2 separate regions of the Rattus norvegicus genome follow, and region 2 is linked to region 1. The links are chromatin contacts, called in public Hi-C maps. All regions are on one chromosome and are shown on one strand. The core of a region is the stretch at or near the end of the contact, and the rest is flanking DNA. Distances in the headings are between cores, read along the strand shown.

The links. Hi-C and Micro-C count contacts between places; a contact is called where the count stands out from the background.
Region 2: a Hi-C map of prefrontal cortex shows a contact between it and region 1, with 2.0 times the contacts expected there. The contact joins the promoter of C7h8orf76 here to the promoter of Derl1 in region 1. A contact is called at or near these places in 6 of 12 Hi-C or Micro-C datasets (the Rat2 cell line, Schwann cells, liver and 3 more) and 1 of 1 datasets of contacts at active chromatin or transcription factors (oligodendrocytes).

What each region holds. Positions count from the first base shown.
Region 1 is chr7:91,312,869-91,320,661 of GRCr8, reverse strand. It overlaps Derl1 (derlin 1), which reads left to right and starts at 4,023. Exons shown (of 8, transcript NM_001014202.1): 1 at 4,023-4,223. The coding sequence starts at 4,071. It also overlaps a transcript of Tbc1d31 not described here.
Region 2 is chr7:91,454,541-91,462,333 of GRCr8, reverse strand. It overlaps C7h8orf76 (similar to human chromosome 8 open reading frame 76), which reads left to right and starts at 3,050. Exons shown (of 6, transcript NM_001025007.1): 1 at 3,050-3,218; 2 at 5,298-5,393; 3 at 6,195-6,338. The coding sequence starts at 3,102.

The DNA.
Region 1 (7,793 bases), core at 2,774-5,273:
AAATGTTAAGCTTGTTTTCTGTTTGCTTTTGTTTTTCTTGTTTGTTTTTTCTTCTTCTTTGAAACAGGGTCTTACTGTGCAGCCCTGTCTGGTCTGGAACCTGATACACAAACCTGGCTGACTTCAAATTCGCAGAGAATTCTCTGCCTCTTAGTGCTGTGATTAAACACTTACACCAACATGCCCTACTTTTTTTCTTCCCCTCCCTTTGAGACAGAGTTTCACTATATAACCCAGGCTGTCCTCACACTTGTGATCCTCCTGTCTCAGCATCCTGAGGACTGGAATTACAGCGTGTACTGCCAGACTTAGCTTAGAAATTACTTTCTTCCCAATACTTTCTACATACACTCCTTTGTTCAGGCGGTCTGGCCTATGCATCTGTTAAACACTGAATGCCTCCTGTTCTCCTTTTGCCAAGCAGAACCCAACTGGTACTCACCAGAGGCTTTGGACTTTATAGTCTTTCCATTTGTCACACAGGCAAGGCACAGTCATGACAAAACAGAAAAAGGGCTCTGTAGCCAGATTTAAGTGGATTTTTCAATTTTGTATTTAATTCTTAAAAATTTGTGTTTGCATGTGTGCGTATGTGTCTGTCAATGAGTACACACGTGTGTGTGTGTGTGTGTGTGTGTGTGTGTGTGTGTGTGTGTGTGTGTGTGTGTCTGCCATGACACACATGTGACAAACAGTGCCAAAAGACAACAGGTAGGTAGGTATTCTCTACTTCTAGTGTATGGGGTTCCAGATATCCAACCCAGACTATCAAACTTGGCACTTTTAGATTTTGAGGTTCGTTTTCACCCTGTAGCCCAGGCTAACTCACACAGAATCCTTCTGCTTCAACCTCTCAATGGCTGGAATTATGAGGGAGAGTTGCTTTGCCCAACTCTATGGATTTGGTGACAACTGTGATCTCAACATTTGATGTGACTCTGAGGACTCTCCCTGCTTTCCAGTTTGCATAATTACAGTACTCATCTATGGGTATTAATATGTTAAGCAAGATAACATATGCAAAGTGGAAGTGTAGAACCTGGTAGGCTCTTCAAGCAAACTCAGTGTAGGCACCAGGTAAGACGAATCTTTTGGGGGTGCCGGGTGTGTGTGTGTTTGTGAATCAGCTTAGTGAATTGTCCACACCACACAAACAGCCCAGAACAGAAGAAGGAATGGAACTGCTTTTTAACAGACTGACTTTATAACGCATGTATGCATACAAGGATGTGTTAGTATGTGTGTACACTACAAAGACATCAAGAATAATAAATAAATACTGTGTACATTGTGAGGCAGTCTCTTTATCTCCTAGAGTGTCAAAGTTTGGACGGTTCCCATAGCTGTGACTGAAAGACAGGACTGGTTCTGCTGGGAAAGCCAGTGATTTGTCATGATTGTTACCATAGCATCTTCATTTGGAAGGTGGGGCCGGCCGGCCTGTCAGTCGACACAGGATTAATTACATATTGCCAACAATTCCATAGGCTGCGAACTGCTTAAAGAACTATGCTTTCAAGTTTCAGGCATCTCCCTAGGACAGTGCTCCTAGATGACGGTGGTAACACACTCTCTGAGTCACTAGCCCCCTGCCTGTCAGCGTCAGGGAGCAGTACAATACAGAGCTTCAGCTCTAGCCAGACTGTTGGCCTCTCTCCAATTTTTTCTAATTTCAGTTTTTGTATGAGAGAAATGATAGGAAATGGAGTTTTGTTTCTTTAAAAAAATTTAAGCCAGGCATGATGGTGCAATGCCTTTAATCTCAGCACTTGGGAGGCAGAGGTAGGCAGACCTCTGTGAGCTTGAGGCCAGTCTGATCTACAGAACAAGTTCCAGAAAAGCCAAGACTACATAGAGAAACCTTGTCTCAAAAAGTCATTTAAAAATGATTTTTATGTACATGAGTGCTTTGCCTGCACACATGTATGTGCATGGTATGTGTCTGTACCTGGTGCCTGCAGAACTGAGGTGGGAGCAGATCCTTTGGAACCAAAATTATGGATGTCTGTGAGCTACCATGTGGGTGAGGGGAAGAGGACCCAAGTCCTCTTCAGGGCAGAAAGTGATCTTAACTCCTGAGCCATCTCCCCAGCCTCTGCCTCCTCCTATTCCTCCTCCTCTTCTTTTATCCTTTTGCATTTTTGACAGACTCTTGCTATGCAGTTCGGAGTGGCCCGGAACTCTTGCTCTCAAGCTTCCTGAGTGTGGGGTTGCAGGCCTGTCCCACCACACCAACCTTGGACTCCTTCCTGGGCTTTTATGTGGATGCCATAACTTGAGGAGCTTTTCCAACTAGGCCATTTCTGCAGCCCAGTTCCCAGCTCCTTCTAAAGGCAAAGACACCAAAGAGAAGCGAAGTGACTTTCACAGCATGGTATTGCTAAGAAGTGGTTTGTCACAATATAAAGGACAGTGTCTCTAATGCCAACACTCAATCCAGACCACTTGCTCTGTGAATCTAGGAGCACAGTCTGGATTGGGCTTCACGATATTTTTTTTTGTTCTTTTCTTTTGCACACATATTGCTGAGCTCGTGGGTGGAACTTTCCATAGCCATGGTGGATAACCAGTTTCTTATTCCTCATACCTTGGTTAAAATGTCAGTGCCAGCGGATAGAAAGAGGCCATTTGAACTCTCCTGGCTATGTATGAAGATGTTTCTTATAGACTTTCTATACTTGATATTCTTACGGACCCTAACTTTTGTATCCTCTCATTAAACTGAGAAATATTTAGTATTTTTCTATTCTGTAAAATGTGCATTTCTTAAGACTCGAAAGGGTAGTGACCAAAGTCCTTTGAAATAATGGAATACTAGAAACTATCTGGAAATGCATGTGGACCCTATCCTGTGGGCCACTTGGACCTAAGACTTTCAATTCCTTTACAAAGTAAAATAATAATTTTTTTCAGATCCCCAATTCCACATTTTTTTAAGTTTGAGGAATTTTTTTTCCCCTGATATGTGAACACTGAGTCTGTTTGTTTTCTTAGGTCCAGACCTGATGGTAATCAGCTCTCCTCTGCTCTGAGTTTACAATGCACTGCCTCTTCTAGTTTGGCCAACAGTTCCTCTCTTTCCACCATCCAATAATAATGATTTTGGATTTTGTTTAGTGAAATGGGTCCAGTTTTCTTTGCTGAGCAATCTCTTTTATTGCAGTAAGTTCAAACACTTTGTTCACTACAGGTCAGTTTACACCCGTGTTCTTTACGGACAGCTTTACTGATCCTAAACTGTAGTTCCAAAACAGAAGTTCTAGTGAAATCATTTATCTTACCATCGATTGTTTAAAACAACCATCTTCATCGGTTTCTAATTTAAAGCTCCCCAATGAACCAGATTATGTCCAGTATTAAATGCGGTCTCAAGATTTTCCAGTTCTCCGCTGTCACTCTACCTTCCTCCCTGCCCAAACCGTCCTTTCCCCCCCCACCGTCTGTATCCTCTGAAATTTGTCTTGATTTCTCATTTGTTTTTCTGTTTACCTTGAGACTGCAAAGTCCAGGTACCACGACCATGCTGACAGCCGCACTTGCATCCCCAGTGTCTAGAAACCTGCCTGAAGTTGTGAACAAATTGTTGATGTGACTAAATGAGGAACTATCCAAACTACCGACTCCTTTCCCTTTAAATAAATACTCTTCAAGAGGCACTACTCAGATTACAACCCGGGCGAGAACGTGGTGAAGAGCATGTAGCTTCCCCATTTGCTGGCAGTACTGGCCGTTGCTCTGGGCAACCACTGTTTCCCACTAGACGTGAAGGCGTCGTCGTCCCGCCTCTCCTGCTTGGCCCCACCCCAGGATGTCGAGACCGGGTACGGCGCTTCAAAAGACAGCTCTGGCCCTTTAAGCCGCGGGGGGCACTTCTGGTCACGTGGCCCGTGGCCACCGGAAGGGGAAGTTTCTCTTGTGATCGCTACCTAGCTCGTCCGAATTCGGTGGCGCCACGTCCGTCGGTCTCCGCCTCCTGCGCCTCCACTTTCCCTGGCCCAGCCGGCCGCGAAGCGCGGGGTGGGCACGGGAGGACGCGCGGCGCTGCGCAGCCGTCCACCTGACGGGCGACCATGTCGGACATCGGGGACTGGTTCAGGAGCATCCCGGCCATCACGCGCTACTGGTTTGCTGCCACCGTCGCGGTCCCCTTGATCGGCAAGCTCGGTATTATCAGCCCGGCCTACTTCTTCCTCTGGCCCGAAGCCTTCCTCTATCGCTTCCAGGTAGTAGCTGGCGTTGGGCAGTAGAGACTACAGCCCCCAGCTGTCCCCGCGGCGGCGGAACGGGTTCTCCGGGCTATGGGGCGCGCTGGGACTGGTGGGATCTGTAGTGCATCCGGCTCCAGGGATTTAAGGCTGAGGTCCTTAGGGTCCCGGGAGGTCCTGGGGTCGAGTGCTAAGGCTTGGATAATTTAGAGTCGCGGATTGGCCTGCTGGGACGTGACTCATGACCTGTCTGGCAAGATTGTACTTCCCGCCTTCCGCACTTTGAAGGAAATAGTGAGAAGGTAAGTTGCCGTCCTGTTGGCAGATTGGGCCCACCTGCCTTAATGTCCTCCTCCCTCTGTCCCGTCGTGGGTCGTGATGCCATCTTAATCAGTGGTATCTACTTGACATGCTTCTGCATGGGTTATTTGCATGTTTACAGTTTCTCTTCCCGCCCTAAAACAGTGGTTTAAGTTTAAGGTCAGAGATAAATAAGAATGAATTTATCTGTATTTCCTGCGGTCCCTATCCCATCACCTGGCATACGGTAGTTAATGTTATCAGTGAATGAGCAAACTACTCAGGAAACGGGAGATGGTAATTTTCTTAAGCATTCAGGAAAACAGTCAAAATTATCCTCCTAAGCCAAAGGATGTTAATTTTCTAGAGGTTATTTTTATCGATTGTGTGGTATAAGAATTTAATCAGGGGACACTCAGATCCCAATATTAGATCTCGATTTCCACATTTCTTGGTGTTCTCTTTTCTGCTCTCCACCGGATATTGTTTTCTTGTCTCCTTTGTTGATTTCTTCTTTTCCTGACCTATTTGTTGGGACATGCTCTAGGAATCCGTTTTAGGATCCTCTGTTGTCGCTCCTTTGGACTTAGGTCTTTTATCACAGAGGGGCATAAATACATGGATGGGAGACTGTCAGACACAGGAGTATCTTTAGTGTGGTGGTGGAAATCACCACCTAGTGACCATAGACATCCAATCAAATCTCCCTTTCATCTTTGCCTTAGAAGTAAGTAGCAACTGTGTTTGCTAGAGGAGTTTAACCCTAGCAGTCATAAAGACATCCCTGAGTTCTATTTTGGTTTTACTGTTTAGTGCTGGGACTCAAACCCAGAGCATAGCACAAATGCTCTACCACTGAGATACACACCATGTACAGCCCCTTGACTTCTTTTTCCCACCCTAGAATCTCTCTAGACAATTGATTCTACCTCAACTGTATATCCAGAATACAGGCCTTTCTCCACTGCAAGCTGTTATTATGCCAGCTTTGCTTTTTTTGGTCTCCCTGAGCAGCAATCCTGTTAAAACATAAATCATGTCTTGTCAGTGTTTGAGAATTCTCCAGTATCTGTGACTCGTGATGAGTAAAGTCCTTTGCTGTCGAAGCACCAAAGTCGACCCCAGGACCTTTGCACGTGTAATTTCTCTCCTGAAAAAGATAGTCATGGCTCATTCACTTAGATCTGTGTCTTTCAGGTCTCTGCCCAAATGCCAATTTACTTTGAAGACCTCTGATTGCTGTCCACCAGAGTGTTCCTCCTTCACTGTTTCCCTTCCCTTTTTCCTGCTACATGTCACCTGTTGGTATTTGTTAGTCCACTTTCCATCGAGAGCCTAGATAGTGCTGCACACAGCAGATGCTTATATATTGCTTGAGTTCATAGAAATTATTGGGGGCTTGCTATGTGCTGGGCACTTGTCTACAGCAGTGAATAGGACAGAGGTCCTGATCCTATGAGACAAACAGAGAGGCACATTGCTAATGACAGCATTTAAAGTACCAGTGTTCCTGAAAAATCTAAGAGGACACTTGAAAATGTCTTTGAATCTGGCTTTTGGACCCAATCTTTCAGAAAGGAAGAATGATTTACATTTCCCAGTAAACTGGGAAAACTAGGCAAAAAGTGGGAATAGAGAGAAGACTGGGTATCAAGTAGAGAGCCAACTGAAGTGGGAAGCCTGGTAGATGAAGACAGGGAGTTACCCCGGGGTTTGTGCTGTAAAGCACAAGTGGATCCTCGAGGGCCTTGTAAGAGGCTAACAGTTTTTACAGCACCAAGGATCAAGTTTAGGGCACTGCACATGCTAGGCAAATACTCTGCCTTCCAACTTTTCTTTGAGGGCACCAATGAAGCCTGGGAGGATTTGAACAAAACACTGAAAGTTGACTGCCTACTTGGAAGAGGGAGTTAGTGTGTTGGGGAGTACTGGGTAAAGACTCAGAGACATACAAATTTACCAAGAGTGGAAATGCTCAGAGAGCTTAGAGAGCCATGGGCTTGGTAGGAAGTGTGAATTAATGGTGTGCTTTGTGACGAGTGTTAAATCTTGAGGTGTTTTCCAGGCATCCCAGTAGAGACAGTTGGTTGTAAGAACATGATTAGCTTGAATTGTATAGTGTTGTGTTAATAAATTATGTGTTAATAAAATAATTGCGTTAATAAATATATTTTGGCAGAGTGCTGTTGTGAACCTTGTACCCGGTGGCATGTTGGGTAACATGAGTGCATGGGGAGCGTTGGCTGTAATCATTTTATGAGAATGTGGTCAAAACTGATTCTTTGAGCCTTGTGAAATCTTGCTCACTTATGTAGCCAGATTGCTAGGATAATCAACATCAAAAGCTTTTCTAATAAGCTATAGACGTAATAATGTTTAAAAAAACAATAAACAGGAACCCACTAGAGGCATCATTTGTGTCACACCTCATGTATGGATACATCAGCCTCTCAGATGCAGATTGTAACAGGCCGAGGAGAAACAATGCAAGAAAGATGAGAAGCACAGAAGGTGTGCGTTCACAGTTTCTGCAGGAGACGCCTCTCCTGAGACACTCCATCTGTGTCAGCCTAGAGAAATTGTGGGATAATTGATTTAGAATTGTGCATTCACAACTTGAAGTAACTATACTTTTCCTTACTTCTGTGTAATGCGAAGTGCTAGTTCTCTAGTTTGGATAACAAAAACAGCAAATGGGCTAAGACTCACTGCCTGGCTGTTCACAGTTCCTCCTTATCACACACGTCAGTGACAGAGTGTCTTCCTGTTGGCCCCTGATCCAAGAGAGGTGGCATTTTCCTGATGCCTTAGTATTTATTTGCTGAGATGATAAGCCTCCCGTGGAGCCTGTACTATATTTCATTTTTTAAAAACAAAGTAATGTCACTCCCTTTGTTAGTGCTGTGCTGTTCTGTACATGGGTTATCTCAGTTTCCACAACCAGCCTGGCCTGTTTATGAGCAACTACAGCTGGTTTCTGTCTCACCTAGTTAATGGTCTAAATTCCTTACTAACCCTTTACTCCCAAAGTGTTTAGCAAAGTGTTTTGAAAAGTGATGTCTTCCAAACTAGTTATAGAAAATGATTTTCCTTTTCTTCTAGAGCTGGAAGATCATAAGGCATCAAGTAGTTAATTCATCTAGGATAGAAAGATTGCAAGCTTCAAATATTTCAAGTAGTTGGGTCATAACATCAAGGCCTAGTTCAGACCCTTACAAGTTAATGTATCTGTCTAGACCCAAAATGTCTTTGCCTAGAAGCAGTGATAATATAGCAACATGCAGGCTT
Region 2 (7,793 bases), core at 1,801-4,300, 140 kb before region 1:
AGAGGTGAGTGACCCAGTCCAGGTTTAAATGAGCTCATGGTCTACTGTGACTGACACATGAACATTAGACACCCCTAAAAATATTTAGCCTCAACCCCAGCCTCTGGAAATGCAAAGTGTCCTGGACATGGTGGTGTGTGAACCTAGAGCCATGGGAACCAGGTTAAGGGGAGGGGAGGTTAGCAAAGAATTCTGCCGAAAAAAAGAAAAAAAAAAGCAAAGAATTCTGGGACTCAGTCAGATAGATAAAAGACACGGGGGATATGGTGGCTTCCTGATAAGTGGTACTTGGTCAGGACAAGGGGGATTACAAGAGGAGGGAGAGGGGCTGGGGATTTAGCTCAGTGGTAGAGCGCTTACCTAGGAAGCTCAAGGCCCTGGGTTCGGTCCCCAGCTCCGAAAAGAAGAACCAAAAAAAAAAAAAAAAAAAAAGAGGAGGGAGAAACTGAGGGCAGACTGGCTAGGGAGCAGGGTTCATTTAAGGTCATGGGCTGCAGGGAGGGTAGGCTCATGGTCTCCCCTGGGGAGACACTTTCACAGGGAAACATTGGCTACATTGGCTCTACTGTCCCCAGATCACAGGCAGGACACCAATGTGCGAGCCATGGCTGGAAAGTACTCTGCTTACCTTTCTGGATGCCAGTCCTTTACAATCACCCATCCATTGAACAGGCATTGATTAAGCTGCTCTGGCCAAGGCCTATCTGGGAGCTAGGTTTACACGCCTGAAGAAGACAGTCTCTAACCTCCTTACCGCTGTCTACAGTGTGTGGGAATGTCACAATGGGGGAGCAGCAGCAAGAAATGTTGCCTGAGAAGGTGGCTGCTGCCTTGTGATGGGCAACTCAAATGGGCACCTCAATAAAAATTATGATTTTTATAGCTTTCGAGCTATAGAAACAGATTTTTAAAAATCGCAACCATTTAAAAATCACAACCACTCAGTTTGATAGTTGCAGAAATCCTTTTAACACAGTGGTTCTCAACCTGTGGGTAACAACCTTTGGCAAATCTGTATCTCCAAAAATATTTACATTACAGTTCATAACAGTAGCAAAATTATATTAATAATTTTATGATTGGGGTCGCCACAGCATGAGGAAATGTATTAAAGGGCTTCAGCATCAGGCAAGTGAGAACCACTGCCCTAATACCTGTAATTTCTACGCTTACAGAGTAAATTTAACTGTTTCAGTGTCTAAAGCCCTCTCACTTTATTGGTTTACGGTCTTGAGGCTTATTAAGTGAGGCTGTGCTTTGCCGCTCTGATTCCCAGGCCCTCAACTGCAATAGGGGATTTTTTTAAAGGTCCTAATTCTAACTACAGTTTGCTATCCATCATGCTTCCTGGGGTCCTAATAGCTACATTCTCACTTTCAGCTGGAGTTCTAGCACAGGAGGCAATGCTGTTAGACGCAAGCTGGGGACAAGCCTGGCTTGGTTGTTATGTAAGATTTAGGCTCAACTTTTCAAACGAAAGGGAAGCAATTATTACTCAATAATTTCTCTTTGTAGACAAATACGCCATGATTGTGGGAGTAAAGTAAGCAAGGAGGCTCTTTTGGCAAAAGGTTGGAAACGACCGAGCCCAGGAATCTTGAGTCCAAAGGGCAAAGAACGCCCACTTACCCACATGCAGCGCTAAAACAACCTGCTGCCATTTTAGCACATGCTCCAGCTCAGCTGTCAGGCAGGAGGCTAGAGCTAGCAGGCCTCAGAGCAGGAGGGAGGAAATTCGGGGACCAAATATCTTTCATAAAGAAAAAGCTAGAAGTCCTCCCCCTTGCCTGCCTTTGCTCTGCTCTTACTCTGCTCCCGGAGCTGATTTTGAATAGCCCCACGTTGCCCCCTTCACCTTGCAAGCTTCATGTGCCTTATTTTAATCAATACCCATCTCATATACTGGGTTGCACAGCTAGTGAACCAAGGATCACAAAGCCAGATGCGTGTGGCTCTCGCAGTCCTTCAGTACTGTGCTGTGCTGCTGCCTGCTAAGACAGAGCGTACTGGAATTAGGGCAAATATATTCCTTCTTAGGACATAATTTTTTCTTGGTGATAGCATGGATTTTTTATACTTTTCTATAATATCCTAATTTTTTCAATAAGTATTGCATTTCTGATGACAAAACAAAACCCCCAAATATTAAAAATGGACTTCCCCTGGGTGAATCCCACAACAGCTACTGCCTGGAGGCTCCCAGGCTGGTGTCTTCCAGTGAGGCTACTTAATCCACAGCTAGGTTCCACATTTTGTGAGTGAGTCATGAGCAGATAAATTTTGAAACGTGGGGAGGTGGTTTAGGTTGCCCTGTATGAATCGTAGAGTAGAAAATAGAGCAGAAGAAAAAACCCAAGAAACAACTGGTGGAAGAGGAGCAAGTGTGAGGAAAAATGAAAAGCTTAATTACCAGCTTCTAATTAGTGCTGTATAACAAAGCCAGTGTTTTGTCCATGACCTTTACTTTCTAGAGTTAAAACATTACTTGAAAAGTCTCAAAATTATTCTGCTAGTCTTGATTAAGCCTTTAAATTTCTACGTCTAGTTTTTTTTATAAATGCATAAATAGTTCTGGTCTCTTCTTCAGAGACTCTGGGCTTTTGAACAAGTTACCCCACTTCTTCAAGCACAATTTTATAAAACAGGAATAACTGTGCTCTTCTCGCAGTTATTATTGGGAAAGAAAATGAAGAAGTAAAATGCAAAATAAAATGGGGATGAGAATACTGTCAGTGGACTGGTACTTACGAAGTTAACCCCACAGACCCCGACTTTTCGAGGTATTCAGGGAAAAAGTACTCTATCCAGCTTCTGACACAGAGAAGTCAAAACCTTTGTTGGGAGGTTCAGGTGGCCCTGGAGTCAAGTAAGAATTTCTGATCCATCACGAAATCCAGTTTGCGCAGCCGCTGAAAGACTACCACTCCCAGAATGCAACGCTCCGGCAGACAACGCACCGCTTCCGTGTTGGTCGCGCGCCGGTGCCGCTCTAGACTCTACTTAGTCTCGGTGCCTGGCTGCCGTCGCGCGGTTTGGAGGCTGGGTGATGGGCGTCGCTCTAGGCATAGCCTCGTTTCGAGGCCCGGTTTCACGCTCGCGCGATGGAGACCGGATGCTGGGTGCTGGGCGGCGAATTTGAGGATTCGGTGTTCGAGCAGAAGCCGGAGCGCCAGCCTGAGCCGCCCTCCTCCTATGGCGCCAAGCTCTGCGAGCCGCAGGTGAGACGGCTGTCCTCTTGCCACTCCTCACCCGAACCGGCTGCAGCAAGGTCCGCCACTGTCACTTTCCAGCCGCCCTGCAGTCTGAGGCTAGCAAGCCACCTCACTCTTCGAGCCTCCGGTTGTCTCTCCTGCAGGCCGGCCGGGGCTAGTATAATAAACCCCGCCGCTGCCCCCAGCCCTGCAGAAGTCCACAGTAGCATCCTTGCAGGCCTGTTGGCTGCCTAGAAGAATAAAATGGTTTCAAGCTAATTTTGTTTCATCATTTCCTAGTTAGATAATGAAAACTGAATAGATGTTTATATGTTATTGTTAAGACGTTGGGATGGCTAGTTATGTGACTAGTTGGTTGCAGAGTGCCGAACCTAACGATGGCTCAGATACCTCGTCTTGAGTGACACGTGTTTGAAGAATAGAATAATTTTCCCTACTGTTATGGCTCAGAAGGAGAGATATTAACTTAGCAAGCGTGGGAAGAGCCTTGATACTCAGTGAAGTCTGTTTCTCAAAATACAGTCAGGCCATTACAATGTTAAATGGACTGAGTCCGCCGAATTTAGAGAGACTTTCTTCAGCCACAGCAGGTTTTATTGAAAAAAAGAGTAGGAGATGGTTCTTTGGGGCTGGAAACGGGCATGCAGAAAACTTTTCATCCTTTTTTTTGTATTCTTTCTTGATAGTTATATCTCAATCTCACTTTATGTCCAGCGGGTTTAAGTCAGAAGAGGGAAGCCTTCCTTCAGATCCTCCAAATCTTTGTCTGGGATGCACAGAAGCCTGCCTCCAGTTAAAATTTCCTGTGCTCTGTGTGCTCTGTGTGCTCTGTGTGCCTTTGTAGCATTCTCACAGTAGCACCATCGCCATGATCACAGACTCCTACATCTTGTGCATAGCATTGTCAGTCCCTCTTCACTCCCAATTGCTCTAAAAGAAAGCAGATATCGCCTCAGAGGCACTGGAACTGCATCAGGTGACTCTCATTTCCAGTAACTTCGCTGTGGTTGAAGACGGGTGCTTTTATTTTTGTTTAAACAAATTTGTTATTGACATGTTTTTACTTATGATCATTACAATTTTTTTTTAAAAAACACATTCATTTATGTGTGTGTGTTGGTAAGAGCCATGACACTGTGTCATGGGGACAAATTGCAGGTGTTGATTCTTTCCTTCCGCCACACGGGGCCCATAGAGCAAAGTCAGGTTGTCCAACTTAGTGACAGGTGCCTTTACCCACCGAGCCATCTCACTGACTAATTGTGATCATTTTAATAAAAGTGGTCCATCAGAGATGGTTCAGCAGGCAAAGTCACCTGCGGCAGAGTTTGATGACCTGTGTTCTGTCACCAGAACCGAAAGGGTAGAAGGAGAGAACCAACCAGCAGTTTATGGTCTGACTTCCACATGTGCACAGTAGCATGGATGTGCCTACATACATTGTATTTTTAAAAAAATTTTTTTTATTCTTTTTTTCGGAGCTGGGGACCGAACCCAGGGCCTTGCGCTTGCTAGGCAAGTGCTCTACCACTGAGCTAAATCCCCAACCCCTAAAATGTTTTTTTTAAAAATCTGGGCCATCGTTAAGGTTGTCCTTGGTGGCTGGGGCAGTGGCTCAGTGGGTGAAATGCTTGGTGCCCAGCATGAGGACCTGAGTTCAGACTCCTAGCACTCATGTAAAACCTGGGTAGCTGGGAGCTTGCAGGTAGCCGTTCTGGTAAGCTTCAGTTTCAGTGAGAGACCATGTCTTAGAAAACAAGATGGCGGCTGATAGAGACAGCTGGCGTTGATCTCTGGCCCTCACGTCACACAGGCACAGGCGCACACACATTTACTGCACATTCAAACATGTATCAATTAGTCTGATGTGACCACACGGGTCTGTAGTCTCAGCACTTGGAGGGTGTGCAATGAGACACTGTTTTAAAAAACAAAATGTAGCCATTCCGCTTTGCCTTGAGTCTCATCCTGATGACGTGTGTCCTTGACGTTTAGAAGGGTGCATCATGGGAAAGTGCCTTTGACCATGATGTGGAAGAGCATACCTTCACTCTCCACCGTAAATGCTATCTTCTTGATTTCTAGTGGTTTTATGAAGAGACGGAAAGTAGCAACGATATTGAAGTTCTCACTCTCAAGAAATTCAGAGGGGACCTGGCGTACAGACGACAGGAATACGAGGTGGGAGTCAACACGAGTCAGACGCTGCTGCTCTAGCTGGGCTCTTGTCACCAATAGCACATGTAGAGAGCAATGTGCGTCAGGTTAGCAGCGTGCTTTGTGGGATGGATCTAGTCTATGGTGGTGCCTATAGATAATCTTAGACTCCTAAGTCTAGGCCTTTTCTACAGGGTCCGTATTACATTTTGTTTTTTTTTCATAATTCCAACCAAAGCATGCTTTGAGGGTCCCTGTAGGTCTGCTTTCCTGGGTTTTGTATCCACTCACTTGTGAATCTCCAACATGTCACAGGAGCAGAATACCCCAACACATGCAAGAAAAGGGAAGGGTGAACAATTAGATGCCAGATTGTTTCATATACGTCATGTCACTTTTGGGTAAATATTAATAAGGTATATAGTTGGGCCTTAATCCCAACAGTTGGGAGGTGGAGGCAGAGCCAGGTGGTTCTCTGTGAGTTCAAGACCAGCCTAATTAATCTACATAGCACGCCCTATGCATGTGCACACACACGCCTCAAAGTCTCAGAAAAACCAGGACTCAAAGCCTGTTCTGTTTGCCTCTAGAATGTTCTAATACTGTGATACTTTCCATAGTTGGACTTTATAACCTGCCGCCATTCTGTCTCTACCTTTTAGAAAAATATCACAGTACTGGTTAAACAGTTAGGTCTCCCGTAGGTTAACGGAGGGGCCGGTTATACTACCACTTACTGCATAGGAAAATGTCATCTCTGTACTGGGTCCTTTCCTTTCCCCACCCCCTTCATGCCTTCCCTTCTTTCTTTTTAATAATTGCCAGAAAGCTCTGCAGGAGTACTCCAGTATCTCCAAACAGCTGCCATCTACCAATTTTGCCATGAAAAGGGATGTCCAAGAAGGCCAGGCTCGGTGTCTGGCTCACCTTGGGAGGCATGAGGAGGCCCTGGAGATAGCAGTGGACCTGGTGAGTGGCTCTGTTGCTTGTTCTCATACACTGTCCAGTACAAGGACAGGAAAACAAACCTTCCTGCTAGAAGCAGAATTGGTGGGCTGGGATTACAGAAAGAAACAATCAGCAGTGTAGTTACTGAAATGAAAGCATACAGCACTACGTGTGATTATTTTCTTGGAATAGTTTTCCTGTGCTAAGATGAGAATTATTGCCTAGAAATCTTATTTTCAGAAGTTTTACTTTTATGAGGGATATATACCCAGAGAGATAAGGATTGAGTGATTTTGTTCTAGATTTTTCAAAGATGTATTTTAATTTTTAATTATGTGTATATATGTGTGTGGGGCTAAGTGTGGGTATGGGCAGGTGCTAGGAGCGCAGAGTTACGGGATCTCCCTGGAGCTGTTGTGAGTTGCCCAGTGTGGGTGCTGGGAACCAGATCTGAGACCTCTGCAAGAGCAACAAATGCTGTTAATCACTGAATCATCTCTAGTCTCCATTGTTTTGTTATTGCAGTACTGGGAAAAATCCCTGAAACAGATTGAAATGGATTTTGATGTCCAAAGAGGGACATACTAACTATGCTCTCAAACCCTTGTTTATTAGCTTAGCATAGCTATCAACTTTAGATTATTATTCATATTATCAGAGTCATAGTCTAGAGGCCAGCATTCTGCTGCATGTCTGCAACTTTAGCAGAGGGAAGTCTGCTAGGAGCGTCACAAGTTCAAGGCCATCTGTCAAGGCTACATGATGTACGCACATACCCAGTTTTTCTTTTTCTTTAAAGCAGGAGTGGGGAGGGATTACAGTTGTGCAGCACCTGCGTCACACTTGACATGCACCTGCATTCCCAGTGGATTATAGACCACAGAAGAGTAGCTTCTAGGGATAATCCAGACATGATCTTATTAGATAAAAGGCATAATTAAAACAATGTTTTAAACACATTGTTTACGTGGTGGGGTGGGATACGTAGGGCAGAGCATTGTGGCAGGTAGAGGTGAGTGAGGTCAGCAGACAGTGGTGGGAGTCAGTTCTCCTGCCGTCACATGGGTTCCAGGGATGGAACACAGGTCATCCAGCTTGCAGCAAGTGTCTTTACACACGGAGCTACCTCCAAAAGGCCTGGCCTGACTTTAGAGATTTCGCTGATCCACAGCCATGCCTGTGGCAGACATGACACTGCGCTGTACTTGGAATCGAATCCAGGGCTCTTGTATGGTCTTTCTGGAAGGCTAAACCTTAAGCAGCAGAAACAGTAAAACCAGGTGTGCTCAGTGCTCAGGTAGGAATGGAATCACCAAATAAGTGACGTGGAATTATTTGATGTTTTTCCACTCGGTACAGGACTGTTGTGGGAACTCAGTGGGCATCCACTTCCACTGGTAACTTCGGGTGCACTTGACCCTCGGTTTAGTTCTGCAGGAGTGTGACCTGGGCAGCTGGGCTTTCCTTAGATTTCAC